Linked DNA regions of Mus musculus: all the other regions are linked to region 1. The links are chromatin contacts, called in public Hi-C and promoter capture Hi-C maps. All regions are on one chromosome and are shown on one strand. Each heading gives the region's core, a stretch centred on a gene start, on an enhancer-like site or on the middle of the called end of the contact. The rest is flanking DNA. Distances are from core to core; before and after follow the strand shown.

Region 1 (2,648 bases), core at 58-2,557:
ATCCTCTGAACCGAAAACTCGTGAAGATTTATCATGTTACCCAAAGGAAGCCATGATGCTGTTTTCTCGCAAAATACCAAGGAATTGGCGCCTTCCAGCATTGGGTGAATATGTAGTGGAAGAAACGGAGGGAGGTTTGCCAGATCCCAGGCAAAGCATCATGCCATCTAGGAGGGGGTGTGGACCCTGCGCCATAACAAAGCTAGTATTTAGAGAGCACTTACTGTATGCAACTAAACACTTTATGTGTCTTAACTCACCTAATCCCCACAACAACCTGGAGGAAAACACTATTATCTCCATCTTACAGAGCAGGAACAGGCCTGCCCAAGTAGGTCAGAGTCAGCCGGCATCTAAACCTAACTTGCCTGGCTCCAGAGTTAGGTTCCTACTCATCAGGAGGCTTTCTAAACTTGTAACGTCGACAACAAAACGCCCAAGTACAGGAAAGAGAGATGTCTAACCAAACAGCGTGTTAAGAGGTTTTATGGATGGCTGACAGATGTGAAATCTTCAAGGTCAACAGGTGGAGAAAGGATCTGGACAGAAATAGACTCTCAGGGGAAGGAGCAGCCTGACCTGACAGAAAGAAGCAGCAGTTTGGGTGTGTGCCAATCGATGATGACAGCACGCGTGGGAGGAATGCTGCAGAGAGAGGCTTCGCTAGATCCTTCAAGGTCCTTTAGGGCTAGGCTTTCCCGGCCCCGGTTATCTACCGGGGCTGGGGGTTGGTGTTAAAATTCTCAAGCTAGTATGTGCTCATCCCTTACTTTCTGCAGGGTCTCCCCTGCCAGCGATCAAGGAAGACAACACATCCAGGTTTCTTTCTGGGGAAGCACTGAGTGGAGACAGTCAAGGTCACCCACGATTGGGTACAGTGTGTCCAAGCGGACCACTAGAGTCCTGTGCCAGACACTTGGCTGTCAGCCGGGCCTGGCCAACGCAGGAACGTGCGCACCGCCGGAGCCTGGCGGCGACAGTCACCTGCTCAGCGGGTACAGAAAGACCTGTTCTCTGCTTTCCCCACGGGCGGGCCACCGCCCCAGGTCTCCAGGCCCCAGAAGGTCAGGAGGTTGTCCTCTGGGGACTCCCGCCACCCGCACCATCCTCATCACCCCAAGGAATAAAAGCCTCAGCGATTGGAACACGCTACGCCAATCATCCTAGCCTCTGCCCACACCTCCTCCGGTGTACATTGCATTGGTTGCATCATACAAGCCTCCGATAAGATCCTCTTCTCGAATTGGCTAGTAGAGGCTTGCCCCGCCTAACCCTTCTTAGTCGGAAGGTTGTGATTGGTTAAGCGCGTTGCCAAGCTCCGGACGCGGCTCGACCATTGGAAGCCGCGGGCTGCCCCGCCCGCCGGCGAAGGTGAGAGTCTCCTCCAGTCACCGGACCCCGCACCGCACAGAGCTGCTCCCGGCTCGTTCTCGAGGTCTCGGCACATTCTGTCGCGATGGCGCCTCCATCAGTCTTTGCCCAGGTTCCGCAAGCTCCTCCGGTTCTGGTCTTTAAGCTCACTGCGGACTTCCGGGATGATCCAGATCCCCGCAAGGTTAACCTCGGCGTGGGAGGTAAGGATGCAGTGCCTTGGAATGCGAGCAGCCTGGGGGGAGGTGGGCGTAGGAGGAGCTGAGATTTAGTTTGTGTCTCCCTGAGAGGAGCCCGAGGAGAGAAGGTTGGGACCACGAGGACATCACCAACCTACCCATTTTGCAGATGGCGATACAGAGTCCTTGGAAAGAGGGGGTGTTCAAGGTCACGCAGAACAGGTGTAACATCTGGGACACAAATGTTGTTTTTGTTTCTCCACCCAGTGTTCTTTATAGTACTTGTTCTAAAGCAACGATGGGGATGGTAAGGAGAGAGAAGTATGGTAGCTTTAGCGTCTCGTGGTCAACTGGAACTGGGAATGAAAGAGCTGTTAGCCTAATGGAGCTGTAGTCCGGGTTGAGCGAGTAGCAGACGCCACTTAGGAAGCCTGTTAACCCACATGGGGAAGATGTAGGTTTGGTTTATTCTCAGAGTGGAGCAGATGAGGCGAAGCCCATGCATCTCAGGCCACACACATCTGGGTCTTCATTTCTTGATCATTTGCCTTGAACCAAGTTAGCCTTCTGCCAAGGTCGTTTGTGTTGTAGTTTCTAAAGCCCTTTAACTCGAGCCTCCGGCGACTTCGTCATCACTGTTTGGATGTTTGAAGCTCTACAGAGCTTGGTGTGCATTTGGCCACGTGCAGAGGCCAGCCGAGGAGAGAAGAGTGAGCAGACTGATGCTCTCAGCAGGGAACCAACCGGAACTGAAAGCGCTAGAAGGTTAGAAAGAAGAAATGGAGTTGTTTTGAAGCAGAGGGTGACGTTAAGGGGATTCAGAATCTAGGTTCTTAGAGAGGATGTGCAAATATAGCCCTAGTGTCTCTGTCTCTCTGTCTCTGTCTCTCTCTCGCTCGCTGGCTCTCTTTCATCTAGGTTCTTAGAGAGGATGTGCAAATATAGCCCTAGTGTCTCTGTCTCTCTGTCTCTGTCTCTCTCTCTCTCGCTCGCTCGCTCGCTCGCTCTCTTTCATCTAGGTTCTTAGAGAGGATGTGCAAATATAGCCCTAGTGTCTCTGTCTCTCTGTCTCTGTCTCTCTCTCTCTCTCTCGCTCTC
Region 2 (2,648 bases), core at 63-2,562, 4.4 Mb before region 1:
CCAAACTAGTCCCGAGAGTGGACAAGAGAACATTAAAAGCTCTGGGGTAAGATAATCAGGTTCAAACGACAAAGGAATGTAACAAATGATCCTTATATTAATAAGAGTATGCAGCTTGTTAGAAAACGCTGAAGTAGATTTTGCTGGCGGACGACAACCCCAGAGTGCATTGAAAGCACTAACCTTGACATTCCACACATAACACAAGCAACACACACACACTTCCCCCACCTGTTCTGGGTGTCCTGTCCATTGAACATGGAGACATTTTAGAAATACACAGCTCTTTTGAGAATGTTCCCCAAGGTTCCTTACCCTTCCCTGGCCCCCAAACTCTGCGATAAGAATCCCCCACCACCCCCAATCAGGAAAGGGGTGTGAGCAGCAGGCAGCCAAAGACTTAGAAGTACCCTGGGCCAAGGGCCAGGGTCTATTTTTAGGACATTCTCTCATTGTCTGTTTATCCCGCAAACTCAGCCTAAAGCGTTCAGGAGAGTGTCATTTGGGCTGGATGGAGGAGGAAAGCGAGGTGCTCCCAAGATGCTCCCGAGGTGCTCCCGAGACCAATGCCAGTAGTAAAGTGATCATCTCTAGACAGTGTTATTTCCTCAGCTTCTCCTAGGAGCTCCCGAAACGAACTGAAAATTTATTCCAGCCCTTTCCAGCCCCTCCCACCAGTTGTAGGAATGTGCTACTTCACAAAGGGAAGATTGTTGATATACTATTAAAGTTTTGTTTAAAGTATGAGTTCTACTGTGCTCTGTTCCAGCGCTTCCTGCTCTAAAAGCAATACTACATTGACAACTGGAAAACAGAGCGCCCCCTAACAGCCTCCGGTCATCTTCCTCCTTTGTGCCTTTCTCCCGCCAAGAGACAATGCGTACATTAACCAAAAAATTTAGCAAACTGTTTTAATCCAGTCACAATGCAAGAGGGACAGTGGTTCGCCTTGTGTCTCGTTTTATATTTTCCTCGAGGGACAAAATAGGTGGCCCCAGGAATTCCACCGGTTGTAAAACGCGCCACAGAAATGCGAGCTGACTAACAGCACCTTAACCCTTTACATCCTGCAGCCTAGACCTGATTTTAAGGACGTCCTTCCCGGGTCCCTTGTCTCCCTCTTTATTCCTCTCCGGCAGCCAGATCCTTCTCGTCAGGTGGCTCTCTAATTTCGCTGCCCTCTCTGGAGCATCCGAGAGACCCAGAGGATGGTCTCCGAGGCGGGTCCAGAGTCCCTTACCGGCAACCGTCACGGTCGTCCTTAAGGACCTCCGCCCGGCGCCAGTAAAGGCGGGTGTTTTGTTCTTATAAGGAGCAAAAAGTTTCCGTGACAACGCGGAAATGAGTAACTCTGTTGCCCAGTAAAGCTGGGCGGGAGGAGTCCAGGAGGCGGGAGCCGCCTTGGTCTAGTCGCCCGCATCCCTGGATCCCCGGCAGCCTGCAGACCCGGGACCACGACCCGCGCTTGGAGCGAGGCCCACTCGGTATCCCTGCGGCGGCCGCGGCCGAACGTAAGTGCGGGGTTCGACTATGAGGCTTTGCTGCCCCCACAAGCTGAGTGTGTGGGATGAAGGGCGCTCAGGGGACGGAGGATCCCCGTAGATGTGCGTGGGAGATCGTGACCAGGAGCTCTGAGGGACGTCTGCGGGAACCCTGGCCGGGACCGACCCCGGGAACTCTTTTAATGCACGCCCAGGAAGTGGGCATTATCTCCCTCATCACTCTCCGGGTGTGATGCACTGGGGTCTCTCTGCCCTCGTCTGCGCCACGGAGCCCCCAGTGCCTTCAGCAATCTGAGAGGCAGGCGGCTTCTGCTTCGGAGCCCCTAGCCGTGCCACGGGTTTGTGCCTAGAGCCGGGACCTTCCATCTCTTAAACCGTGTTGGGTAGCCGAGTCTCAGTCCTGGGAGAAAGGAACGGGAATGACGTTAGTTTCTTCATAGCTTGTCTTGACGCAAGGAGGTTGCTTCAGGCCGGATGAAGCCCCTGCCACTTCCTCTTTCAAGACTCCTAGTGAAGTAGACCCTGCACGTTTTTCTCTTGGGCTGTGTAGTCTATGCCCCATTCTCAAGGCCCACTCTGAGCCTCCCTCATTCTGGCTGACAGGTGAAGAGACTCAGAAGTTCCTAACCCCGATTCCCCGTACAAAATGGGAAAATAGTGACAGAACCAGGGAAGAACTACATTTAGCCTTTTGCCCCTCTACCTAGTATGAGACTGGTCATTCTTGCCAAAACAGAAGAGGCCAGATACTGGTACCATGTAAGCCAATGTCGGGTGGTTTTCTGTTGCCTTTCGGATTTCTTCTCTTTTACAAACTAGCTCTGTTTTGGGAGAGGCTACCAGCTGAACCCAACACAGCTTTGTGTGGCCACTCGTCCAGGTCAGCGGTGAGAAGGGTGACAGAGGCCGCTGTCATTCGCCTCCTGCCTGCCTGCCAGCCTGGTATGCCTAAGTGGCCTTCGTTATTTGCTGATTCCGTGTGAATGTCTGCTGCCCCAGGCATTCTGCCTTCAGATTTTTCCACTTGTGGGTAACCACGTGGTGGTTATATTCACTTTCTGCCTGGATCCCTGAGGAAGATGGGGAGCCCTCTGCTCACACATCTCCCTTTCTGTGGGTAACTTTCTTAGACGCAGCAGTTTAAGG
Region 3 (2,648 bases), core at 100-2,599, 3.9 Mb before region 1:
CTTTTATGTGTATAAGTGTTTTGCCTGCGTGTATGTATGTGCACCACGCTGGGTGCCCAAAGAGGTCAGAAGAGGGCGTCTGATCCCGTGAGTTATGGGTGGTTGTGAATCATTGGGGAACTGGACTCAGAGCTGTCTTTTCTCCAGCCCCCTCCGCCAGTGCTCTTCCTGAAGAAAATGCAGAAGTCTCAGAGTGGCCCAGGGCTTCTGACAAGGGGGAAAAAAGTCACTAAATCCTTTGCCCACATTTCGGATGCTTTCCACTAGACGCAAGCACAAAACACAAAACATTACTGTATTGTGAAACAATTGGATTCGTTTTGAAAACACCTACTCCGTTAAATATTTGAAAGTAGAACAGGAAAAAAAAGATGAAATCGGTGTGTGTGTGTTAAGTTGAATTAAAGTAAAGTTGAGCTCCAAGACCAGAGATGGGCAAGCGACTTGGAAAGTCAGCTTTCCAGACTAGAAGGAGTGATGGCGAGGAAGCCTGAGCCTGGAGCTAAAGACGATCTGGTTCCCAACCCAGTGGATTTTTCCCACCATTGTGTGCTCCTCCGCCGGTTGCCAGCCCTGGGAGAGTCCCGGGGGAGCCCGGACTTAAGGCTAAAGTGGTGTCTGTAACCTTGTCATTGGGAAATGTTGTCGCAGGTTAGTTACACAGGCACTGATCGATGATGGAGGCAGCAGCAGATCAATAGATCCCATTTCCGGGGAGAATTCACCCGTGGTGACCTGCAGGGGGGCAGGTGGTTCATCAAAAGAAGGCTGGCTTGAAAGATTTAATGCTGCTCTCTTCTCCCGTCCGGGTCTTCTCTTGGAGGGAGCTGTAGGCAGTAACAGGCTGTAATAAACTACTTTTCCTTAAAGAGATCTGGGGAGATGGCAGTGGTACAAGGGACAGAAAGGTGGTCACAGATCCTCTGGGAGACCGAAAGCCAGGATGGGGGCGCGCTGGGCTCACTTTCGCTGAGCCTCCTTTCTCCAAAGCTACCCTGAGTTTGGGGACTGGGTAGAGTAGCCCTTCCAGGCCTCGCAGGGCTGAGCCCCTCGCCGTCCGTCCGAGCCCCTCCCCCGGCCCGGAGCCCCTCCCCGCGCTTCCCCTCGCCGCGCTCCCCTCCCTTCCCCTCCCCTCCCTTCCCTGCTCGCCCTGCCTCCGCCTCCTGCGCCCACAGCGCCGGCCAGCGCCGAGCCCCCAGGAGCCCGAGCGCGGCCCAGGGGCGCCGCCGGCCCCTCCCCGGCGCGCTGACAGCAGGCCCGGCCCCCGCCCCGTGCCCTCGCTGGCGGGACACACCCCCAGCCCTCCTCTGCGCCGCCAGTTCCCGCCGGCCCCACCGAGCGGCAGAGAGAGCGGGCAGGCGAGCGGAGCGCGGCGGCGCGGGAGGGAAGGGGCGCGCGGCAGGCCCACGGGAGCAGCCTGGGACGCACGGAGCCCTCGTGCCCTCCGGGACAGTCGCCTGCCCCGGAGCCTCAGCTGTAGGCGCCCGGAGCCTCGGCGGCGAGTAGCGCGTGGGGCAGGGGTGGCGTGTAACTGCAGGAACCGGGGCAACCGGAGAAGGAGCCGGAACCCGGCCGGGATGAGAAGGTGACGCCGCCGGGGGGCGCCACTCGCTTTGTGGGGACGATGCTCGCCTACTGCGTGCAAGATGCCACCGTGGTGGACGTGGAGAAGCGGAGGAGCCCCTCTAAACACTATGTGAGTACTGCTTCCACCGACCCCGGCGGGGGGCTGGCCAGTCCCGGAGATTCACGCCCCCAGGGGCAGCCTTTGACTCCAGAGTTTGTTCGCAGGGCTGTGATCTCTAGGGAAGCCTTTTCTGCCCTTCTTCCACTCCCCTGTCCCGGGTTTCTTTTTTTGGCATTGCAATTGGCAAGTGGCTGCCCTTGTCTGTTACAACGGTGAAGTCATGTGTCCGCCCGCTGCTAGGATGGTTGGTGGGGGAAGCTTTCGTCAGCCCCTTGCAGAGCATTTAGTTCCTTTGGGAAGGAGCATCTTTGCCGCGCTCCCTAGGGGAGCCGGGCACTCACGCTCATTCGGCCCGGAATGCTTTCCGTTGCTTTGACCGGAGACCCACACTTCTCTTTCTGCTTTCCACGTTTGCTGTTCTGCCTGCACCGGCTGGGGACAGAGGAAGCGCTTTGCCCCCTGCCCCCTCCACTCTTCGTTTCAAGCTTTGATTTCCTTCTTAAAACCATTGTGTTCCGCGGTGTGAGGAGAATTGTGGCTTTTCCTTTTATCCCTCCTCTGGACGTGACCCTTCGCTGGGGTCATTTCCTCGTGTAAGTGATGCTCTGACTCCAGACACGAGTAGGCAAATGTGGTCTGTGGTCTCCGAGGCACGGTTGACTGGCCCGCCGCCCCTCCCCCTTCTTTACCCAAACTTAATGAGAAGAGGCTAAGGTTGACCAGCTGGGCTTCAGAGTGTGTGACAGTACTCTTTCATCTCAGCCGGTCCTGTCTCCCAGTCCTTTACACCTTTGGAAGTAAACATTGTGTCCTTGTTGCTTTAGGATGACTTGCCGAGCTCTGCTCCTGGAGATAGAAGAGACTCACAGTAAAGAACCCAAAACACAGAAAACATGGAGACAGTAAGGGCAGCCTCTTATTTGCAAATTAGGCATTTAAAGGCGTATTTAGAATGCTCAAA

What was found. Promoter capture Hi-C pulls out the DNA fragments that hold promoters and counts their contacts. Hi-C and Micro-C count contacts between places; a contact is called where the count stands out from the background.
Region 2: a contact with region 1 is called in a promoter capture Hi-C map of pre-B cells. The contact joins the promoter of Itprip here to the promoter of Got1 in region 1. A contact is called at or near these places in 1 of 39 promoter capture datasets (pre-B cells) and 1 of 484 Hi-C or Micro-C datasets (CD4 T cells).
Region 3: a contact with region 1 is called in a Hi-C map of B cells, with 5 read pairs. The contact joins the promoter of Sh3pxd2a here to the promoter of Got1 in region 1. A contact is called at or near these places in 1 of 39 promoter capture datasets (liver) and 1 of 484 Hi-C or Micro-C datasets (B cells).

The regions. Positions count from the first base shown.
Region 1 is chr19:43,523,264-43,525,911 of GRCm38.p6, reverse strand. It overlaps Got1 (glutamic-oxaloacetic transaminase 1, soluble), which reads left to right and starts at 1,307. Exons shown (of 9, transcript NM_010324.2): 1 at 1,307-1,574. The coding sequence starts at 1,457.
Region 2 is chr19:47,917,987-47,920,634 of GRCm38.p6, reverse strand. Itprip (inositol 1,4,5-triphosphate receptor interacting protein) reads left to right here and starts at 1,312. Exons shown (of 2, transcript NM_001362458.1): 1 at 1,312-1,511.
Region 3 is chr19:47,463,112-47,465,759 of GRCm38.p6, reverse strand. Sh3pxd2a (SH3 and PX domains 2A) reads left to right here and starts at 1,349. Exons shown (of 15, transcript NM_008018.4): 1 at 1,349-1,696. The coding sequence starts at 1,625.